Regions from separate parts of the Zea mays genome. Here region 2 is linked to region 1. A link is a contact called in public Hi-C data. All regions are on one chromosome and are shown on one strand. The core of a region is the stretch at or near the end of the contact, and the rest is flanking DNA. Distances in the headings are between cores, read along the strand shown. Region 1 holds the start of LOC100193524. Region 2 holds the start of LOC103632405.

Region 1 (7,042 bases), core at 1,573-4,072:
TCCATGCCTGAGGGCTGGACGGTCCATGCTTGGTCTCGGACGGTACTCTTCTCTACTTCGGACAATCCGTAGTAAAAGTTCTAAGATTTGCATAGTTCCTATCCTAGGTACACCGAGGTGTCACGAATGGTCCACCGGAAGGGCCCAAACGGTCCACACACAGATGAATTCTCCAAAAAGCTCTCCTGTCCAGAATAATCTATGGTATTCTGGACAGTCGACTTAGAATTAGGATTGTTGGACTTACGCACCTGAGAATCAATCAACTAGGCACATTAGTTGGCCCATTAGGTTGTGATGGTCATCAATCATGAAAATCAATTTATAGAAAATGGTAAAGTCCATTTCCCTTTCAGCGGACCTCCTCCTTTTATAGGCCAAGGAGGGGGTTGTCCATAGGTGGCTTCCTCGTGAAGTAGTCACTGAGCGATGGAAAAACTGAGTGTTTAACCCCAGTGAAGTTGTATTCGTCCATGAGCGTCTGAGTCATCTGGCTGTCTTGTATTCTTTATGGCGGAGGACACAAATAGCGTGGGGCCCGCATACCATTATTCGAGCTACGCCGACTCCTAGACTTTGTAGTCTGGGTCTTGGTGCGACTTGTCTCGTTGTGCCCTGCAGGCAGCCTGCGCACTCAGGCCTAGCCCTGATAAATGCGACGCAATCTGAGGGGTTCATAAGTCATGAGTGTGCTACATCCGGAGAAGCACATAGGTCAAGAGTGGGAGGTGGATTGGCATCTCTACCGCAGCTCGGTGCCAAGCGTAGTTAACGTGGTCGGTCACTTACGACGTGTCAGTCTCGGGCCAGGCGAGGGATCCACTCGAGTGGTTTCCCTTTGCTTCACCCTGCCCCCTATCTAGCTTCGTCTCGGCGCCTCGAGGTTCGTCCAAGGGCGAGTGCTTCCAGGGCAAACGTTTCCTTCCTCCCCTTGCTGGGCCCTAGAGACCGGGGATCTTATCCCTGACACCAGGGTTTGTGTGAATTTTTCTAACCTCACTTAATCTACTAGGAACAAATTAGAGCACAATAGCGGTCTAAATAATCTAAGCACTACGAAAAGCACCTACGCTAATCACCGAGTGATCCTATTAAGCACGTGAGTGTTTGGAGCTATGGAGATATGTTTCACTTTACTTAATATGTTGATTGGGCTCCCACACCTTCAAATGGCTGGTTGGGGGTTTATAAAGAGCCCCAACCCCAAAATAGTCGTTTAAGGAAAATAGACTTTTTGCATTGCACCGGACCGGCCCGGTGCACCACATGATATTGAAAAAAAGAGATAGGAATACCAAGACATGGAGATGTGTTTCACTTCACTTAATATTTTGGGACGAAGAGAGTATTGGAGATCCACCCTTACACATGTTGCATTTACCTTACATATTGAAAAAAAGAGATAAGAATACCAAGACATGAAAGATATTATCCAGAAGTAATTTTGTTCATCATATTATACCTCTATCATTATTTTCTTGAATTTAAGAGAATAACTTCATTCATTTTTTCATGGGTAGTGTTTGGGTAACGTTCTTTTTGAAAAACAAAGGTAAATGAAAGGCTCCTCTACATATATATGACTTCAGGGTAAGTACTAGCTAGGTTAGCACATATTTATTTCGTTTGTTTCATTATTACCATGATTATTTGATGAATCGTTTTCTCATAGTGACTGAGATAGGAATCAGAAAATAATTTATGTGGATACTATGTTTACGAGCACATCTACCATATGTCATGATCCAATAAAAATGCTCTACAACAACTTAAAATGCGTAAACCATATACACACTATTTATTAATTACTATCATATCACTATATATACAAACTATTCATATATTCATATGTTTTTTCCATTCAAATGTTGAGTGGGAGAAAAAATCAATCCTACGGCTAGTTCGGGAACCCCATTTTCTCAAGAAATTTCCATTTCCCCCAAAAAATATTAGTTTATTTTTTCTTTGGAAAATAGAAATCTTATAGGAAATGGAGTTATCAAACTAGCTCAAGGCTATTTAGTAGGAGTTCTTCCAGAGGAGGTTATATATAGCCGTGTATAATACTTCTATGATAGAAAAAATACTTTTGCTCCTATAGGTGGGTTAATTGTAATATAAGGTTATTTGGCAACTCCATTTTTTAATGGATTCTTATTTTCCCAAGTGAAAGTAAGGTCGAGTTTGGTAACCCTATTTTTCTACGGGTTTTTCATTTTCCCAAAGGAAATTAATTTATTTTTCATTGATAAATTGGAAATCCTATGGAAAAATTGGATTGCCAAACTAGCTCTAAACTAATTTTTCTTGAGAAAATTAAATCCCTTAGAAAAATAGGGTTGTCAAACTAGCCCTAAAAGTTTTTGTTAATTAGTTTCATTAATAATTTAAATATATGTATAGTTTATGTATAGTTTCATACATTTTGTGCATATATGTATGCTCAACTGAAAAATTTATAGGCACAAACGTACAACAGTAGCATAGCATACGTATAAAAATTATTTGAGATAAAAAAAATTAAATGAAAAGAAACCATAAGAAAAGAAAGAAGAAAAAGACTTGTAGATCCTTTTAGCTTCCATTGACTTACCCTAAGAAGCTTGACACGCAATAGCGGTTGGAAAACGGCAGTAAATAATTTTGTAATCGGGACAATATGTGACCTCGATTTTGTACCAGTGGGGTTTAGGTAATTAGGTTAAAGACGTGGGGAAGGAACAGAGCAAAGTGGAAACAAATTTCACCCACCAACCAATGTTTGGCTGCCGTATGCCTTATTGACTTGTCCACGACACGCAGATCACTTTCCTTTTCCCCCCAAGAAGATGGGCGAGACGAGGGCCAAGGAGGGGGTGTCGCTTAGACTAGCGAATCCATCCGCCAAGATTCCGTGCACCTCGACCGCCGCCGCCGCTATCTGTTTGTCCCCGCCCCCGCGACCGCGGCAGCCTAGCAGGAGGGGAGGATCCATGTCTAGTTTCTAGAGCAGCTGCTTGCGTCCCTTGCAAATCACATCGACCGATGGGGATACCCAGCGACGACGTGGTGCAAATCCGCCACGCCGACGCCGCTGGCGAGCCCACCGTCGTCACCGTCAGCTGCCCCGACAAGACGGGCCTCGGCTGCGACCTCTGCCGGGTCGTCCTCCTCTTCCGCCTCAGCGTCGTCAAGGGAGACATGAGCACGGACGGGCGGTGGTGCTACATCGTGCTCTGGGTTCTGCCACGCGGGGGGCGGCCGGTGCCCGTGCCATGGGACCTACTCAAGGACAGGTTGCTTCAGCTCTGCCCCGTCGCGCCGCCGTTCGGATTCGACAACGCGTACCTCGCAGCGGCTGGCCTACAGGACCTTGCGCCTCCCCCACCAAAGCTCTTCTTGCTCAAGCTATGCTGCTTCGACCGGATGGGACTCTTGCATGGTACACCTCTTGTTATTGTTGCTCTGTTCTATGCAAAGTTGTTCTATGCAGTGCTAGGCTAAATTAGTGTTCCCCTACCCACCTTTATCGTGCATTTCTTTGCCATTGGAGTCACTATGATTGTGTTGCACTGCACGTGTGTCTGTAGGAGATTGTAGGGGTTCTTTTTCTTCCGTTCTCAATGATAAGGTCATAACTCTGCAATATATTGCTAGTTAGGAGTATTAGGTATGGTGAATTTGATTTTTAATGTAAGTGAAGGACACCTACTGCTGAAAATAAGTCTCATTGGATATGCATGTAGCTAGAAAAAGGTATAATTTTGAATCTTCCTCCTGGAAATTCTGTGTTCCACAGATGTGACACGTGTTCTGTGCGAGCTAGAGCTCACGATTCGGAGGGTGAAGGTCTCTACCACGCCTGATGGGAGTGTGCTGGACCTTTTCTTCATCACAGATGCCAGGTCAGTTTATCTCCAAACACATCCTTTTTCAGTGCCTTACGAGAATCTCTTTTTTATTTATTTATGGAGCATCTTGTCTCAGGACATCAAGAATTTGTCAATTATTTATTTTACACCGTTAAGAAATAGGATGATGGTTAAATGAAACATTCTGGATCGATTTCAGGGAGCTTCTGCACACAAAGAGCAGAAGAGAAGAAACCCAGGACAAACTGGAGGCTGTCTTAGGCGACTCCTTGACATGCTGTGAAATAGATCCTGCTGGTGAAGACATGTTGTCTTGCCTCCAATCCTGGGCCTCGCTGACGCCTGCTATCACGGAACAGATGTTTAACACAGAGGAGCAACCGATCAGCACAAGGGGTGGCACCATCTCCGTGACGATGGACAACTCACTTAGCTCTGTCCACACTCTTATTCAGATTCAGTGCGGTGACCATAAGGGCCTCCTCTATGATATCATGAGGACAGTCAAAGACGGTAACATTCAGGTTTCGTATGGCCGATTCTATGCGAGCCAAAATGGAAGGTGTGAGATCGATTTGTTCGCGGTGCAATCAGATGGGAAGAAGATCCTTGATCAGCACAGGCAGCGAGCACTGTGCTGCCGCCTAAGGATGGAGCTCCTCCGACCACTGCGCGTGGCATTGGTGAACCGAGGTCCTGACACAGAGCTGCTGGTAGCAAACCCGGTTGAGGTTTCTGGAAAGGGCAGGCCGCTGGTGTTCTATGACATCACCCTTGCTCTCAAGAATCTTCAGAAACGAATCTTCTTGGTATGGTACTATATTGTGCATAGTTAACAGTGATTGACCCTTTTTTTTGAACCGAGAAGCATCTTCTTGTGATGTTTGTAGGCTGAGATTGGGAGGCATGTTGTGGAAGATAGGGAGTGGGAAGTCTACAGATTGCACTTTGGTGAGGAGCATGAGCTCTCGTCTGCGCTGCGGAGCAAGATCGTGGATGAAGTCACCAACATGCTGATGGGGTGGGACTCATGACACTGCTCTGCCGTGCCTCTGAAAAATTATCATTACTGTTCCAGCAGGAATCAATTAACTTATTTGGTGCATGTAAAAAAAGGAACGACTTATCTCTTAAATGTAGCGGTATTTAACTAATCCATAGACGATCTCTACTATTATAATGCACAAGTTTTGTGCATGGATCATTTCGTGCACACCCTAAACCCCGTTTCCGGTCGTCCTCATCCCGCGCGCCCCCTCGGCAACAGACGCTGCGTCCTCATCCTGCACTGGGGAGACATATATCCCCAGGTCCACTATAAGGCGAAAGACTCTTGCATGGGTCCACAGACTAGTTGCCCCACAAGGTCGTCTTGTCGTGGGCCGAGCAAAGATGGAAAGTGAAGTGGGCTGATCCAAGGAGCCAATGGGCTCATGCCCGGATTGTCCATTGGATCACGCACAATCTCAAGGAACCGTCCGTTTTTCTCGCGCCCGACGCCCTCAAATGTCAGGATGGATCGGGATGGAGTCGACGGGTTTTTCTTTAAGATAAGCTAAGTCAGTTCGCTATTAGCTAGGAGATATGCTAAAAGAATGTGATCACCATGTACGTAGGGAGTGTCTCACGGTCGTGTATATAAGGCCCAGGGGAACCCCATCATTTTCATCTCATTAGCCTCTTTCCATTCAGGAGACGCCACTTGTAACACACCACACATACAAAGCCACCCCAGGAAGTAGGGTATTACGCCTCCCAAAGCGGCCCGAACCTGCAGAAAATCGCTTGTCTCTCCCTTACTCCCTCGTGCTCCTAGCACGAACCATCGAGCTACGATCAGCAACACCGTCCTACCCAAAAGCACCACGAGGGTATCCCCGGGTGTGCAGTCGGACACTAGACACCGACAGCTGACGCGCTAGGTAAGGGGTGTGTCGTTGATCAAAGCTAGATCAATGACCATCACCTTCAAGAACAAGATCACTCTTCGCCCAGGAGCTATGTTCCGCTTTGGAACAATCTCATGCATAGCAGACGAAGAAGGGACTCTACACCGCAGAGGATCCACCTAAGAAAAAGCCTTCCTTGGGAATCCCGAGGGAAGCCAGAGCAAGACTGCGGATAGCGCCATCGCCCACAGCTCAGGGGAAGATGATCCCTTGCGGACTGAGGTTTAGGAGCCCTCAGGATAAGAAAGATCGGTCGGTCGGGATTTCACTTACCCGAAAAACTCCGTTGTTCACCTCGCCCACTAAGGAGTGGACACAGATCACTCGAAAGAAGGAAATTCCGAGTCAGGGAAGGAGAACACGTCACGCCACCTTTCTGATACCTCTGCCCTCAAAGGAGGACGGGAAGAAGAGCACCATCGCGTCGGCTCCTTTCTACCCCAACATCCTCTTCATCCAGGGGAGATTGGAGTCAGCACCCATCTCCGACGATAAGCCTACCATGCAAGGGGAAGAACCTCCCCAATGTGATGCCTGACGACGGAGAAACAGACGCCGGAACGTGCGGCGACATCATGAAGCCGGGGAACGGGATCCGGCGCAGCCTGTGTCCTGAGACAAAGCCTCGGAAGTGGGAGAAACTCCCGATGAACAAGTGCACCGAGAAAGGCGTAACTCCCGTCGCCGCGATCGCCGATAGGCTCAAGATCAGGAGCTAGAGCTAGCCGAACAAGACGCCAGGCTTCGGCGAGAGAACCCTCTCCTCGCTCGGAACCTATACCCTGATTTCGCTTGAGCACTGAACACGCCGAGTGAAGTTGGAGGATTACTGGCACAGATAGCTGACAGCCTTCCGCGGACCCCAGACGCGAAAGGTTACCGGCGGCTCCTTACTCAGGCAGCTAATAATCTTCTACCCCTCGCATATCCTACGAATGACCTACACCACACCATCAATAGCCGATGAGACGCGCGGAGCACCATCAGCGCTTCGCGCGACCGACGGCATGAAAGTATCAGCGCGCCACCGGAGTTGAGTCGGCGGCAGCTTCAACCAGTGGCCCATTCCGGGGACGCTCGAGACGACCTGTTACCGACTCCCCTCCCCGGGACCGATGACATGAACACCAGCAGGAGGACACGAGCGAAGTTTCCACGCTCACTCCATGCCTCCGGGCGTTGACAGGGATGTCAACATTATCTTTGGAGGTCATGGGGCAGAAGAAAACAGGAGGCAACAAA
Region 2 (7,042 bases), core at 2,471-4,970, 730 kb before region 1:
AAGACTTGGCCGCAAAGTACCTAACTCAATCTTATCCAATCTAATCCAAGTAACTAACTCAATCTTATCTATTCTAATCTCAAGTAATTAACTCAATCTTATCTAATCAAATCTCATGTAACTAACTCAATCTTATCTAATCTAATCTTTATCCACTAATCCTAACCTTGCGCCTATCTCTATGGCCTCCATGCTCTGGGCTGCCACCCCATGACAGCAGCTTGACAGTCATAACACTATCTAATACATTAATGTACGAGTTCGGTATATAAGAAACATGCCAGTTGATTTTGTGTGACCATGCACTCAATTTGTTCAAGAATGATGAGTAAAAAAATCAGTCACTTGATGAAAGGCCATTAGTAAATGTTGAGATGGAGGAATTAAAAACAAGATGGAAAGATATTTACTACTGGTCAGCAAGCCGTACATAGTAGACCTGGATACAAATAGGAACAATGGAGCATGTATAAACAAGTAAGCACAACTGGAGATTGGAAGCACTTGCATGTACAAGTACCAGAGGATGATGGAGGAATCGCAGTACATGCAAACTGCTACTAGTAATTTGTAATATCAATGGACTGTAGCCTGTACAATAGTAGCCATGACTCAAATGTAACAGCAGTGCAACCAAATTGTGTGCAAATTTATGCTTCTGTACAGTACAACCTTGGGAGGAAATTTTCTGCCCCACACAGCTTTATTGGTGTTGGCAAGATACTCAATCCTGTTTCTGGCAAAAAAGTAGAGTGTAGTAATAATATTCAGGCATGAAGTTCCTCAGTAATGGACGTTTATGTCAGGCTGTTCTGCACAGGCGCTGACAATAATGATAGCTTGTGACTCTTTTGCTTTAAGGTATTATTGGAAGAGGAAAGGCTAACAAGAGCAGGAGAATGAAGAGAAAACTGAAACACTGCAATTACTGCTGCAGTGTCAGTGCTAGTGTAAACAATTTTCCTGATTTCAGGACGCAGTATTTTCATGACAATAGGCATTGACGACACTGGTAATTCCTCTAAAGGCACATAAATTGACATCTGATTATTACCTTGACCAGAAATCCAATACAATTGCACACCTCTAAGTTCTAACAACTGCTGAACTATAAATAAGGAAAAAAATAGAGGGGAAAGACATGAGGATACTGCCTCTGTTACACTGATTTGGCACTGATATAAGTTTCTGTGATTAATGGTGCACACTGGATTATGACACGAGCTCTAGACGCAAGCCTGCGATGATTAAAATATGGTTGACTCCTCACACTAAAGGAAAACAGAGAAAAAAGTATATTGGTTTCCAGAACAAACTGCAAACCATGAGAGTGTATACTCACCTTTCTTCAATCTTGATCACTTTCTCCCTTTCGTCGTGGAATGATACTCTTGAAGGTCGTGATGATGGATTGATCATCTTTTTGCTCGTACTTCTTGACAATGTATTGGATTTTTGTTCGCCACCTACATCTGTGGTTACAAATGTCCCACTTGTGTGTTGCTGACATGGTGCCATTCTGATTTTTTGTGAGATAAGTTTACTTCCGTCCTCCAAATTATCCAAATTTGCTATGGGGACTTCTTTCTCAGAAACACTGCAAAATATTCCTTCTATGGTTACAATTTATGCAGATGAACTGTAGGCAAAAAGCTAATTTGGTACACAGAGTCACAGATATTATGTTGAAGGAGACATCCATTGAGATAGTGATGGGCATGAGGGAATTTGTTCGTTTATAACATTATCAGCTATTGAAGTAGAGGAATATGGGCATAAATTTCTCACTTGCATAAGATTGAGTTAGTTGTTCATAGTAAAGGACAGATATGCAGAACAAGAAAATGGAAGTAGGAAACTTACCTGTTATGGTCACAATGTGAGGAGGGCCTAACAATGGTGGACATCACTTTTCCTGACTCACACCTATTCTCTGTAGTTTGAAGCAGTTTCCCTCTGCAATGGTTGCAGTCCCCTGAGTCTGAAGCTCCTCTGGCTTCATCAGCACTTCTAGGACGCATGATGAGCGTGCCAAGGGGAGACAAGACTGGAGATGAAGGCAGGAACTCAACATGTTGGGTCAAATACCGGGGCTTGTGTGCTGTTCGCATGAGACTGCAGGCAGGGAGATGCTGCCTTGCTGACATGGTCGACCCACAAGCCACAAGTCTCATCAGCAGGTTGGCAGGGTTCAGCTTTGTGGCAAATGACTGCACTGCTTCTTTGTCGTCGTCCTCTTCTTGGGTCCTCTTAGCAGTGGCGACCCTTCTGCCATGAGCCTCAGCCCTTATCAAGGACTCCAAAGTCCCACTCCTACCACTTCTGCTATAGAAATATCCTGCATTGTCCCGCTGCTTGTTGTTGGTAGGTATGGTTGCCTTGGCCGGTGTGCTATCAGTACTGCAACTAGTGTCCTTGTGAATCTCTTTCCCTGTTGATATTCCTTGGGTCTGTGTCGCCAAGTCTTGTGCTGCTGCGATGACATAGCAGCACCCTGGCATCATCTGCTTGCTGTGAAGCGCAAGGCTAGATGGAGTGGGATAGAGTGTGCCACCTGAGGATCCTTTTGTTGTTGACTTATTAGGGGAGGAGGGTCTGCCTGAACAGCTTGGATGTGGTGATGCTGTCTCATCATCTCCATCCCCAGTGGTGCAACAAGATGATGGTGATATTGATGATAGTGCTGGCTGTGACCCTTGGTGCAGAGCTACAGGTGGTGGTTCTTCATCCTCAACCATTGGAGGAGATGATGATGAATTAGTAGTCCAGCCTTTTTGCGAATGAGTTGGTGACTCTTCATGTGGATTTGCCTTGACACATGGGGCCTTTGGAATAATGGTTGTATCAATATTCAGCTGGTCATGATCTGAAGCAAGAGTTTACAATATGGAGACATGTAATAAGCAAGTAAATCCAATAATTAGTTGGTCAAGAAAAACAGCTTGGCCATACATGCGATTGAGAGGTGGCAATTGGCCACAATGCAGAACATTATATATATATATATATATATATATATATATATATATATATATATATATATATATATATATATATATATATATATATAACATACCTTTTGTTGGTGGTGCAGCTCCAACTATAGGTGGTGTTGAGTGGCGGAGGGGCAAGAGGGATCCCTTGAGAACATACTCGCTTTCCTGGGCGGGGAGCAGCATATCATCCTCCATCACATCATGCCACACGAATCTGGTCTTGTACCTCCTGAATTGTATTGCATATGTCAGTTGCCAGAAGTAAGGAAGCAAATGATCTGGATGGTTAAGTTACCTTTTGCAGGACCAGGAATACATGGTGGCCATGCCCTTCCCTCGCAGTTCGTCTAGGCGACAGATCACATCTCTGAGGTAGAGGGCTTGATTTGGAGAGGCGAGGTGCATCTCCAACATGTGTGGGTGCTCCAGGTGCCGTCCGCTGCGGCACAGGTAGTACACCACCGTCACAGGCACACCACCTTGGCCTGGGCTACTGCAGCGCCTCATTTGTGCCATTTCCGCCTCCATCTTTGCCACTTCCTCTGATGACATGGTGGCTTCTCTGCTATTCGCCTGTTCCCTCTATACTGGCTGATCCAAGCAATCTGGAAGACTGCAGATCAGGCGGAAGCAAGTGGTGCTAGCTATCTGCAGCAGGGAATGGCAATGAAGCTTCCTTAGCTTATATTTGAAAAGAAGCAAGTGAAAGCGATGCGATTGACACGAGGGCGTGGAGTCCTGGGGCAGATACTTATGTATGTGAACCTGCTGTTGCGTGCCCTTTTCTACCCTTGCTTCCCATAGATATGGTTTTGCTATTTTTTATGTGCAGGAAGATGAGAGGCTGGGCTTAGCTTGTATAACTGTATGAGGCGGCATCAGTTTCAGATTCTTAAAACCAGTGCCTGTCTCTATTTTTAAAATCTAGATTCTGAGTTAAAACTGATGGGGTTGTTTCGATCCTTGCAGTTTTTAGTGATCGGTGTCAACAGTTTTTTGGGGTTTTTTCTTTGCATTTTTTACAAGAATCTGGCAAAAACTAGCGCATGAAACTACCAGTTTCCGAAAACCAGATTACTGGTACTGATTAGGTAAAGCAGCGTCTAGCTGCAGGCTGCAGCGGCAGGAAGCATGCCTACGGTCAGCTAGCTGTTGTAGTGCAGTAGTGCTAGTTGCTACCAGCACTCACGTGGATCGGTGGATATCACAGGGCAGGTACGAGAAAGCCATAACGAGGGCAGGACTGTAGGAGCATGGTACATTACAGTTGGGTTGGTTGGGAGGCTAGGCTATGCTACTTACTAGGTGTTGCAGCAGGTTTAATACTAATTGACAGTAGTTTACTCCATCCATCCTGGCATCCTCCGTGCAGTGAGTCCAGCTGCTTTTCTTGAGTTTCCCTGCCTTTGCATCTCTCCCTCGCGTCTCGCTTTATTGCTTTCCTACCTTTTACCTCACTGCTCACATGATATGACGCAGTGTAGTATAATATCGATGGTGCCATCATATTCTCTTGTATTTTTTTATTAGGAAGATAAAATAAAAAAAAGAAAGGGATTGCCACCTTGCTACTTGCTTATTACAGCCCAATGTCCCAATGGTAATGCAGGCCCTTTTTCTCATTGCGATTTGATTTCCCTGGCATGGAGTCGTCCCAAATTGACACGAGTACACTGATTCTTGCTTTATCACTGACAGACGCACGCAGCTACCTACCGTGGTGTTGCCGTGTTGGAAGAATAGCTGCTGTGGCAGAGCAATCAGAAGTCGCTGCTGGCTGCTCCACCGTCGGACCCAGGCTCTGCGTCCAGATATTGGCGGTTGGCGTCGGATTCAGATGAGCATGAGTTCATCAACTATTTAGCCGTGTCTTATTATTAGAGAACTTTATGGTTGCGTGATGTATCTACATGATTGGTTGCCTGCAAAGAGATAACCTGGCTCCCCGCGTGCTTTGACCAAGCACGAGATTCTGATTGGTTGCTTGGATACGAGGACGCTGGCCAGCATGCGGGTGTGTAGGCTAGGCTTTTTTTTTTCACTACCAGCCTGCGCGTGTGGAGATGGCGCTAATAACGATCGCTGACGAGCCAGGCGCGCGAGAGGCCTGCGCGCGGGAGGCACCCAATCAATCAGCTGGTATATGTGCGCGCTTTGCAAGCAAGACAAATACTGGCCTGGCCGGCCAACCAAACTCATCAGCATCCATCGACTATCGTCCGTATGACGTTCAGTATAGCGGCCTGCAGGTAAGGCGGTGCTGCAAATGTAAAAGGGGCGCAAGTACGTCGCGTCCGTGATGTACCCTGGCTAGCCAGCTAGGTACGGACGTTTTCGTTGATTGCTTTCCTTTCATTTCGCGTATCTTCTTTTTTCCATGCATTCCTTTTCTCTGTTCCTTTGAAACACACGTCATAGATCTGTTTATCTCTTCCATGTCCCGCCTAATAACAAAATAAAATAAGCCCTACCTATTTCATGCGTAACCAACCATATATAACTAATATGCGCGCTTCCTCCTCGCCGTTACCAGATAGGCTACGAGAAAACATTCAAATTCAACACGACACAAAGCTGCATTCAAATTCAACACGACACAAAGCTGCACGTAGCTATATAGTACTATCTCGCTAACTTTGCTAGCTGAAGGAGGACAAACGATCAAGCGAACTATAAAAATAGGGTAGGTCTACTTTTGAACTCATACCTTTTTTAAAGATAAAGTACAATATTTGCAGTTTATTATCATAAATATGGGTCATATGTCCACTTTTAATTTTAATTTTTATTTTTTATGGAAATGATCTACTTTCATTTAAAATTATTTTTTTCTCAGCCTTTTGGCTAAGATAAAGTGTAGTATCTGCAGTTTATATCTGGAATGTGGTTATATATCCATTTTAATTTTAAATCAATTTTTTTATGGAGAGGCTCCAGTTTTGTGCGTAAATCGCGTAGATGTGTTTTTTCCGCGTCTGGCCTAACCAGATAATATAAGGCGAGAGCCCTCTACTCCTTGATGTCGCTGTTGTCGACGTATATTAACCTTAACTTCCTAGATCCCTAGTTTAGTTTTGTATTGTTGTTGATAAATAATTTATGAGGTATTAATATCAATAATAATATATGTATTGCTCGTTTTTATGTCGTACACTAATATTTTATCGAATTATGGCCGTATCAATGCACATGTATTGTGCTATTTTTAATAATTGACCACCAGCATTACTAATCTTCTGCTAATCACACACCTCTTTGTCCTTGGTGGAACAACCTAGTCTGGGCTGGTCGAGATCACCCTGATGTCTCGGTTGCTATTGTTAAGTGACAGATGACTTGTCCTCAACTCATTTCAAGAGTTTAGCAATGTAGTACCTCCGTTCATAAATATATTGCACCGTTGACTTTTTTCGAAAACTTTGACCACTCGTTTTATTCAAAATATTTATTCAAAAAATATAAAATTTTAAGTCAAACACAAACTACCTTAAGTGATAAAATAAACCAGAAAAAATAAATGATAACTCATTATTTTTTCAATAAGACGAGTGGTCAAAGTTTTTTTAAAAAATCAATGGTGTTATATATTTATGAATGGAGGGAGTATACAAGAGCCTGGTCGACAACCTCTCGATTATATATTATAGGTGGTAGAAAAATATGACAAATTATGTATGAATAGTATAATTTAATAAGCTGCATTGAAATTGATGGACAAAGTTTGGTTCCTGAGCGAGTGTAACCCTTGTCCGCGCTAGCGAGCGGTATTCAACCACCCATGCAAGCAAGCAAAAAGCTTTTTGCTTGCTAATTCACTCAAATGGGTAAAACAGAAACATTGTTGATAAAAAAAAACAAAAACAATTATGTCGGAAAATAAAAAACAAAACAACTAAGGACGGAACCCATGGATAATAGTCGAAAAACTTAATTCATATCGAGAACACCGACATATATGACTACTTGATATGTTTAACTCAATGCAAGAGATACAAGAATGTAGAGGTAGGTAGCACAATTTAGATGTATACCATGAAATATTGGCT

What was found. A called contact is a pair of places that touch in the nucleus more often than the background predicts.
Region 2: a contact with region 1 is called in a Hi-C map of tassel, with 8 times the contacts expected there. The contact joins the promoter of LOC103632405 here to the promoter of LOC100193524 in region 1. A contact is called at or near these places in 5 of 25 Hi-C or Micro-C datasets (ear, leaf, tassel and 1 more).

The regions. Positions count from the first base shown.
Region 1 is chr7:58,837,312-58,844,353 of Zm-B73-REFERENCE-NAM-5.0, reverse strand. It overlaps LOC100193524, which reads left to right and starts at 2,822. Exons shown (of 4, transcript NM_001358763.1): 1 at 2,822-3,421; 2 at 3,779-3,884; 3 at 4,051-4,660; 4 at 4,742-5,003. The coding sequence starts at 3,025. The coding sequence ends at 4,885.
Region 2 is chr7:59,564,311-59,571,352 of Zm-B73-REFERENCE-NAM-5.0, reverse strand. It overlaps LOC103632405, which reads right to left and starts at 3,720. Exons shown (of 5, transcript XM_008654235.4): 1 at 3,292-3,720; 2 at 3,077-3,225; 3 at 1,864-2,866; 4 at 1,343-1,597; 5 at 1-736. The coding sequence starts at 3,548. The coding sequence ends at 613. It also overlaps the pseudogene LOC111589879.